2 separate regions of the Danio rerio genome follow, and region 2 is linked to region 1. A link is a contact called in public Hi-C data. All regions are on one chromosome and are shown on one strand. The core of a region is the stretch at or near the end of the contact, and the rest is flanking DNA. Distances in the headings are between cores, read along the strand shown. Region 1 holds the start of enpp1 (ectonucleotide pyrophosphatase/phosphodiesterase 1). Region 2 holds the start of ezrb (ezrin b).

Evidence for each region. A called contact is a pair of places that touch in the nucleus more often than the background predicts.
Region 2: a Hi-C map of hematopoietic stem cells shows a contact between it and region 1, with 2.2 times the contacts expected there. The contact joins the promoter of ezrb here to the promoter of enpp1 in region 1. A contact is called at or near these places in 2 of 18 Hi-C or Micro-C datasets (caudal fin and hematopoietic stem cells).

Annotation. Positions count from the first base shown.
Region 1 is chr20:14,638,804-14,643,184 of GRCz12tu, reverse strand. enpp1 (ectonucleotide pyrophosphatase/phosphodiesterase 1) reads right to left here and starts at 2,752. Exons shown (of 25, transcript NM_001030168.1): 1 at 2,577-2,752. The coding sequence starts at 2,705.
Region 2 is chr20:14,859,771-14,864,376 of GRCz12tu, reverse strand. ezrb (ezrin b) reads left to right here and starts at 1,571. Exons shown (of 14, transcript NM_001030285.2): 1 at 1,571-1,598; 2 at 3,189-3,277. The coding sequence starts at 3,266.

The DNA.
Region 1 (4,381 bases), core at 1,503-4,002:
GATTTTTCACCATAGGTGCCCTTTAAGAGTTGATGAACAAAAGCTACACAAATAGTCACTGAAATTTGAATGTCGTAGGCCAGAGTAACATATGAAAAATTATTTTTAAATATATTCTTCAGGGGTCGCCACAGCGGAATAAACCGTCAACTTATCCAGCATATGTTTTACACAGCCAATGCCCTTCTAGCCACAACCCAGTATTGGGAAATTTACTTTTGTAATTGTTTTCAAATTTATGCAAATTCAGCAGGTTTTCATGATCTATGGGCAGAGCTTATAATGTCAGCATATGTCAAAACATTACATTTGATTTCTAGGTATTAATACAAGGCCAAGGGTTTATTTTTAATCATCATAGGATGATTATATGAACACAAACTGTAGCCACACATCAATGGACACACCATGTAAAACAGAAATTTGCATAAGAGGCATGCTTTCTCTTTCAGCCACACGCACATGCCAATTTTACCCTAGGAAATGTATATTACTGTGTTTGTCTCATGTATCAGCTAAAATTATTAAGTCCTAAGTCTTAGTGCAGACTCTGCAGTCCACCTTTTTTCTCACTGTTAACTCACTTTAAGTTTTCTAGCTCAACACTGATACAGGAATTAATTAAAAGTGTTCAGTTAATAACAGAGTTTATTTACTTGAATGGGGTAAAAGATCCCAAAATACTAGTACAAAATAAGTGAGGTTAATCAAATATAAAAACCGAACACACCAGCCATGCATATATTGCAATTTTTCTAATAAATAAATGAACTGCAATGAGAATAGTTTTGAAATATGTTTTAACTGAACAGTCACCTCTCTCAAATGTTCACCTTCTCTGTTCCCCTCTAGTAAACTGAACTCCACCCAACCATCTGATCTGAGACCACAGCCTTTTAGAAGAAGTTGAAGTCTTCACCACCCAAATACACGCTTACATTATAAATCTGCTAGTTTCTTCTCTTCTCTATAGCTCATTCACTGCTACTGTAAACCAATGCACTCTTAAACACAAATGTTGACTAACAAACCTCCCGTTTACTTCAAAACTTTAATGGATTGGTTTATGTTGCTCTGCATGGAGTCCACTAAATACATAACACCTTCCCAAGTTGTACTACCGATGAAAACTCCTCGAGCTAAACTCTGAAAGATATACTGTAACATTACACTACACTACACATAGTATGGTTCTGCTGGCTTCCAGAGGCAGATAATGACCAGCATTTCCTCCAGAAGTCCGGTGCAGCCAACTGTTACTTGTTTTCACTGCTTTGCCATTTGGCACCCTTCTGCAATACTACAGTATTTTCTCACTCTCTATCTCTCTCTCTCTTAAACAAGGTTCAAATACAGTTTGACAAGCTCAATTTAGCCACTTTCCCCAAATATTTCTTTTAAAAATAAAATTTTACATGGCTTTACCTTCCTGGCTTGCTTATATATATATATATATATATATATATATATATATATATATATATATATATATATATATATGGCTGATTCCAGCGTTATGGATGTGACATTTGCAGTAAAAATTCAAAACATAAATTCGCAGAGAAAGTTTACGTTAACATTATATTGAATCATCTGTTTATATTTTCCAAAACAACTAACCACAGAGTTATGGGATCAAAAAAATTCAATCTGTGAACATTTTTATACTTTAAATGAGGAAAATAAACAAGCGTTATGGATGTGACAAAAAATGTCTGCGAGTTTACAGTATACAACATATTTCGTAGAAATTCTGTGAATTAAACTGCACAACCCAAAATAAATATTCCTTAACAAAAGGATAAGAGTTGGCTCTTTATAGAACAAAACTGATTGATTTTATTTTATTTTGACATTTTTGCATTTTTGAGGGAAAAGCTGTGTTATGGATGTGACACTTTTTCGTTATGGATGTGACAGATGTGAAATTGCCATTTGTGTGACTTTGGTAAATCAAATATAATAGTTTGAAAACATTGACAGACACATTTTTAAGTATTTTCAAAGTACTGTAAAACACTTGCCTGCGCAAAAAATGTAGAAACGGTTTCGCTATTTTGGTGAAAACATTTTACTTTTCATGGCAAGGTTGACATTTTCATGGAATTGCTCATATATATATATATATATATATATATATGGTTTTAATCTCCCAGATAGTTTATCACTGGGTGAAAAGGTCTGACAATACCTTAAAAACATAAATTGTTTAATCCACTTTTTAAATAGGTTATTTTCAAAAAAAAAAAAAAAAAAAAACTGTGAATAAATTATCATTTACCTAAAAATGCATGTAAAACATTAACACATTTGTGTGTTTTTTTTTTTCTGAAAAGCAGCCAAGCACAGTATTTTACTGTTTGTTTATCTAAATATACACCGTATACTCAGTTTTTACTATAAAACAGTCCACTACACTCTATTGTAAACTTATTTTAAATAACAATAAAGAACAATCAATCCCTGCACAAACTTTTAAGCAAAAAGTTTAAACGAGTAACTTAACCCGAGTCAGTCATGTTTGGTTAACCTAGATTCAGTAACCGGCTTTTGTTTCCCCGAGAGTGTCCGCTTACCGCACAGAGGATTTTCAAGTATCTTGACTGGACTTTTGCAGTGTTGTGTGTCCGTGTGTACCGCTGTCCTGTGCCCAGTAGGTTGGCGGCGTGTTCGCTCATGTGTTCATCCCGCTTGGCTGAGTCCATTATTGACCGCGCGCTCGCTTTGCCTTGCACAGGTTTGTTGAGCTCGGACTCATTTCAAACTTTGTTCTCTAGTGACTTTGTAGTTCATGAAGCTGAAGGACCGCCCAGCTGCTGCGGTCTAGTCAACCAAAGGTAACATGATCGGCAGCACATGCCCTCTCTTTCTGGCTAATTATATTTAAACCTGGGAAAGGGCAGGACTTAGGCAAACCATGTTTGCACTAAAATAACAATATCAGTAAAATATCAGTAATATATAATCTACGGACATTATCTAATGGACAATAGGATGCCTTCTTGATCAACAACACGTCATATCGTATAATGTTTGTTTGACATTCATTAGACATTCGGTTTGAAACCAATTACATTCTATGCTCCTGTTATAGTTTGAGCCCATACTATGTCAGATGGACAAATATGTCTCCTATATGTTGCACAAGGCTTACTTTCTAGATAAAAAGCAAAACAAAAACAAATATAGCCATATGAATGAATTAAACAATTTAACCATATGAAATTATACAACAAAATAAATACCTAATGTTCAGAAAAACATCCTGGTTATTGCACAAGACAGGAGAATTATAGTTTTATTTATTTTATAATATTTATGTAATATAAAAAAATTTAATGATTATTTAAACTAAAATTTCCTAAATATTAGTATTTTCTAAATATTATTCTTTATGATGCACAAGCTTTTATTTTTAGTTATGTCTTTGTTGAATTTAGATACAGTACTGAATCCATATTTTCAGTATAATGCATACTCTGTAGACACTTAAATGAATTAAACTCTGACAATTTTTTGAAATCAAATCAACTGTAAAATTTTAAAAATATTATTCTTTATGATGCACTAAAACAGTTTTACAGTTATGCCATTGTTTTTACATACAGTAATATATCCATATTTTCAATGTATCAGCTACACCGTAAACACTTAAAATAATTAAACTCTGACACCTTTTGAATGTTAAAAAAGTTACATATTTGGATTACAGGATTACAATATTGCATTTGGCTATAAAAATATTATGAACAATTTGCATAAAAAATATTACAAATTTATTGTCAGACAGTAAGGGCAATAAACGGCAGGCAACAGTCAAATATAACTAACTAACAACTAATTAACTAACTAAATACATAAATAAGCTCACCCATTCCATGGCAAATTGGTGTATGGTAAAACAATATAAGCACAATTATTAAACAACAAAAAATACAAAACAAGTTGAATTACTGTTTATAAAAAAAAAACACATTACTACAAAGGCATTGTCTTATACTTTATAAACAATAATACTTTTAATATTTTACAGATTGTTATATCACTTTTTTAATGCTATATCTGTGTTTGTGGTTACATTGTATCCGAAATACTGAAAATATGGATTCAGTACTATATATAAAAATAACAAAGCCACAACTGTAAAAAACAGGTGTTGTGCATCATAGAGAATAATATTTAGAAATGTTTAGAGTAAATTTGAGTCCATTATTTTTAAAAGGTGTCAGAGTTTAATTATTTAAGCATTTACAGTGTATCCGATACACTAATAATATAGATACCGCACCATATATAAAAACAACAAAGGCTTTACTGTAAAAATCAAAGCTTGTGCATCATAGAGAATAATATTCAGACAATTGTGCAGTTTGTTTTATTC
Region 2 (4,606 bases), core at 322-2,821, 220 kb before region 1:
CCCGACTGGTTCCACCTGATACCTTTAGAAAACACAACAGTAACTCAAAAAACCCCTCGCTACAATCGAGGTATGCAGAAGAGCATTTCTGAACGCACAACTCTTCCAACGTTGAAGCAATGCTATAGCAGCAGAAAACCACTTCTGTCAGCTAAAAAGAGGAAACCGAATCTACAATTCACACAGGCTCACCAAAACTGGACAATAGAAGATTGGAAAAGCATTGCCTGGTCTGATGAGTCTTACTTTGCTGCAACATTCGGATGGTACTGATTTTGAACTTGAATTTGACATCAACAACATGAAAGCATGGATCCTTCCTGCCTTTTATCAACAGTTCAGGCTGCTGGTAGTGTAACGGTGTGGCGATGTTTTCTTGACACATTTTGGGCTTATTAGAACCAACTGAGCACCGTGTCAACTCCACAGCCCACTCGAGTATTGTTGCTGACCATGTCCATCCCTTTATGACCACAGTGTACCCATCCTCCGATGGCTACTTTCAGTAGGATAATGCTCCATGTCATAAAGCGTGAATCGTCTCAGACTGGTTTCTTGAACATGAAAACAAGTTTACTGTATTCAAATGACCTCCACAGTCACCAGATCTCAATCCAATGCTATCATGTTAAAATCTCTGATGATTATTTCCAGCACCTTGTTGAATCTATGATGGATTAAGGCGGTTCTGAAGGCAAAAGGAGACCAACCTGGTACTATGTGTACCTAATAAAGAGGCCAGTGAGTGTATATAAATATTTTGATGTGTATATTTACATTTATGTACATAAAATGCTGTTAATAAATGAGAATTTTAAGAAAACACTTTCATGTAAAGGACCTGTTTTTAAATAAAAAACAAACAAACAAACAAACAAAACATTTTCCCACAGTAAAGAAGTCTTTATTAATGTTCTCAATTACAAACAGGGAAAAGTCTTTCCAAAGCAAATTAGGATAATTGCATAGTCAGAATAAATTAACTAGAGACTCTTGAGTTTCTTACAAAAGAAACCATATGTATCAATATCTTTTTTTGTATTAATACGTATTTACTGTATGTACAATGGTGCATAATTCTAAATGAAACTTATTGTGTCCTAATCGTAATTAAGTACCTATTAGGATTCAGACATATATTTTCAATAAAGAAAACCATATTGACAGAGTAGCCCACTATTATGACGTAAACAGCAGACGCAAACGTAGACTTTTGAACACCTACCACTTGATATATTTCTCAATGCTGCAGCCAGGTACGTTTCAAATGCTCGAGTTGCTCCTAAAGGCTGCAAATTATTGTGTCATTAAAATCATTTTCAAGCAAACTTTAGCCCTTTAGCCTCGGTGAAGTGAAGGCACTTGAGCAGGCGCATTTTGCTGATGGTATCCGGCGTTGTGGGCGTCGCGGCGCAGCAGCGCGTCTCAAACAGGAACTGGAGCCGCTTTTTTTCAGTCGGTCTGTCTGTCATTCGGCAGAGCGCACAAAGGTGAGCGCACCGTCAGCCATATTATCGCCGCCGGACTCCGCGCTCACTTCCTCGGAAGGGAGGGGAATTTTTCGGCCGAAGCTGTGCTGAACTGACTTGCCGGCTCTGGTAAGATACTCCCCGATCGATTATCGCTTGGGTCAAAGACCGCAAAACAGTTTGCGCGTCTACGGTTCAGGCGGTCGTCTTTGTGCTGACGCCGCCCAGTTCACGGAGAAATCTCTACCAACAGGTGCAGCTCTGATTAACGCAGTGGGATAGCATGTACCTTGCCACGAGACAGGCCCTTTTACAAACACAGAGACGCTATCAGACGCGGGATAGAGCTTTGTCTATTTTGAGGATGAACAGCGTGGTCGTGCACGCTACCATGTGGACAGCATTGTCAATGTAAATTTGTGTTTTAGCCTATGATATAGGCTTGTGAATCGAGAAGCTCGTGGGTCGTTATGCTAAATTCGGCTCCGTGACAGTGAAACGAGTGTTTCTCTGTCGGGGCACCGAAAACCGCAGTGTGTTTCCTGCACTTTTCGACAGGGACGTAACGGCGTCATAAGTCAATCGTCAGCAAAACAGTTTAGTATGAATCCCGAACGAATGACTCTTATGAGCCAGTTATTGGATCCAAAACATCAATACAGTTCAGTTCTCAAGTAAACGATTCTTATGAATCGGATCTTTTTTAGTGAATCGAAATAATTTTAACCGGTTCTTTTTATTAAGTCGTTACCACTCATCTGTCTATTATGGCTAATTATTGATCTCTTTTCTCGTAGTAGTATCATTGCTTTTGTTGTATATACCTAATCAAGCATGAGAATCGGAGCCAATCGTTCAAGCTGGTCAGTTTGTGCACCCATTAGATATAATAATAATAATATTTTTTATAATAATCATAATACTATAGTTTTGTTGTTATTGTAATTACAGTATTAGTTAGTAGTTTTGTATTATAGTTATCTTATTGATCATGAATCGTTACGTAAAGCGCGAGTTGTGGAGTGAATCTCGAACAAACGACTCTTACGAACCGGATCTTTCAGTGCATCAAAGCACGCACGAATCAGTAGGAGGTGTTTCAATTTCTGTCATTTCATTTGCTGTAGGACTCGAAATCAAACAAAACTTATAGAACTGTGCTATAATGTTAAATTAACTCAAATGACAACTCAAGTGACTGACAAGTGATGAGGTTAAACTCAAAACGTAAACATCTAATTATAGAAGTATTATGTATTTATTTAGTAAAATATGCTAATGTCGATACTTCAGTTACCTTAAATCATTTTTTTTCTTTCATATTGAGTAATATAGTTGAGCAAACTTTATTTGTTCTCATGACCAAAAACTCGCCTCATGTAACGTTACCATTATTGATTACCTTGTCTATGATCAGCTCCCGCTATGTATATTACTATTAATTATAATAACCGAATATTTGACATTCCCCGTGCAGGCTCGATCTTTGGGGAACAGAGACTGGAGCAAATATTTGCAGAATGGGGTGGGGACTTTAAATTCAAAGGCGGTGTTACCTCTGTTTGGGTGAGGCATTGACAATCTCGAGTTCCAGCTTTTTTTTAATCGTGATTCATGCGGCTGTTCATGGAGTGCGTCAGGGTTTATTCTCGCCGATCTTTAAATGACAGGCAGGCTGCTCTTGAGTCATTCTTAGTTTCTCCTCTTTCTGTTTCACAGGGAGGATCCGTGGAGAGAAAAACTGACTTTATTCTGACGCTTTGACGAGAGGAATCGGCATCTACATCAAAATCAAAATGCCTAAACCAGTAAGTATTAATTTTTATTGAGAGTATGTTTATTATTAAACCGTAAAGACGGACCAGTCTGGATGTTTGCCTTGTTTTCAACTTCTGGTTAGTGTTTTAAAGTTTTCTGAAGGATTTGTTGTCTGATTGGAGACATGTTTTGGTTTATTAATGTTGACTTCAATTCTGTGGAAGCAGTGAAACCATCTGGGAAGTTCTAATGGCTTTGGAATTGTTATAATGGAAGTTGTTGGTTGTAATGTCAGTCCTGTTGGTCTCTGATATTTTTTGCCTTCTGTTGGTAGCATGTTAAAATCAATAAATCTTAATGAAATATGTCCCCAAACACACAAGTAACTATTAATATATACTGTTTTAATGATTACAATGTGGTGGTTTGTAATGATATCATTGTTATATGTTGTATGTGGGATTGGGAACAAGGTTAAAAGTTTTTTTTTTTTAATCAGGCTTTATTTTGATGTAATTAATGTTTGGTCAAACTTTATTCATTTAACAGTTAGTTCCTAAAAATATTTGTGTAAATATTGGACACATCTGGATTTTTTTTTCTTTCTCTGATTGGCATCACATTGACCATTTCAAAGATGGCAGACACATCAAGGCCATAACAAACATTTTTTTGTTATATCCAGATGTTAAACACCACAAATAAAATCCTCTGTGATTGTTTCTGTTGTTTTAAAGCAGGTTTATTTGTTTAAAGAACAAATATCTGGTTGTTATGTCAAACTTCGTCTAATCTAATAGTTACAGTTTCCAGAAACATGTCTAACATTGTCAGTTTTGCGTTTGTCTAGTAGTTTTGCTCGCAAGTTACTTCTTGGAGACACAAAAATGCTAGTTTCAAAGTCATTTATTAGGCTTTGGCTTCATTTTTAATTGCTTTTAGCCACGTTTAACAAATCTGTAATACTAAGAATGTGTGACTTATGTATAGGTCTGGGTCGATAAATTATGTTGAATAGAATCGTGATAAAATTTATGTCAATAACAATGATAAGCTCTGGACTTTTTTTTTTTTTACTCTATATTGATCTAAGAGCCAACCACACCGCAGAAATGGGAATCTAGAAGTAAGTTGAAATTAGAGATGTACTGAATTTTCGGCCACAAAATGTTATGCCATTTAATGGACCCTCTCATTTTTGTGGCTTCAGTCAATAGCCCCTTTCACACATACAGACCTTTCCGGAAAATTGCCGGCAATTTTCCGGAAAGGTCTGTATGTGTGAACAGGTCCTTTTTGAAAATACCGGTAAATTCGTTCTGGCTATTTCCCGGAAAGAGAAGTTGTAACATTACCGGCAATTTGCCGTAATGCTGCGC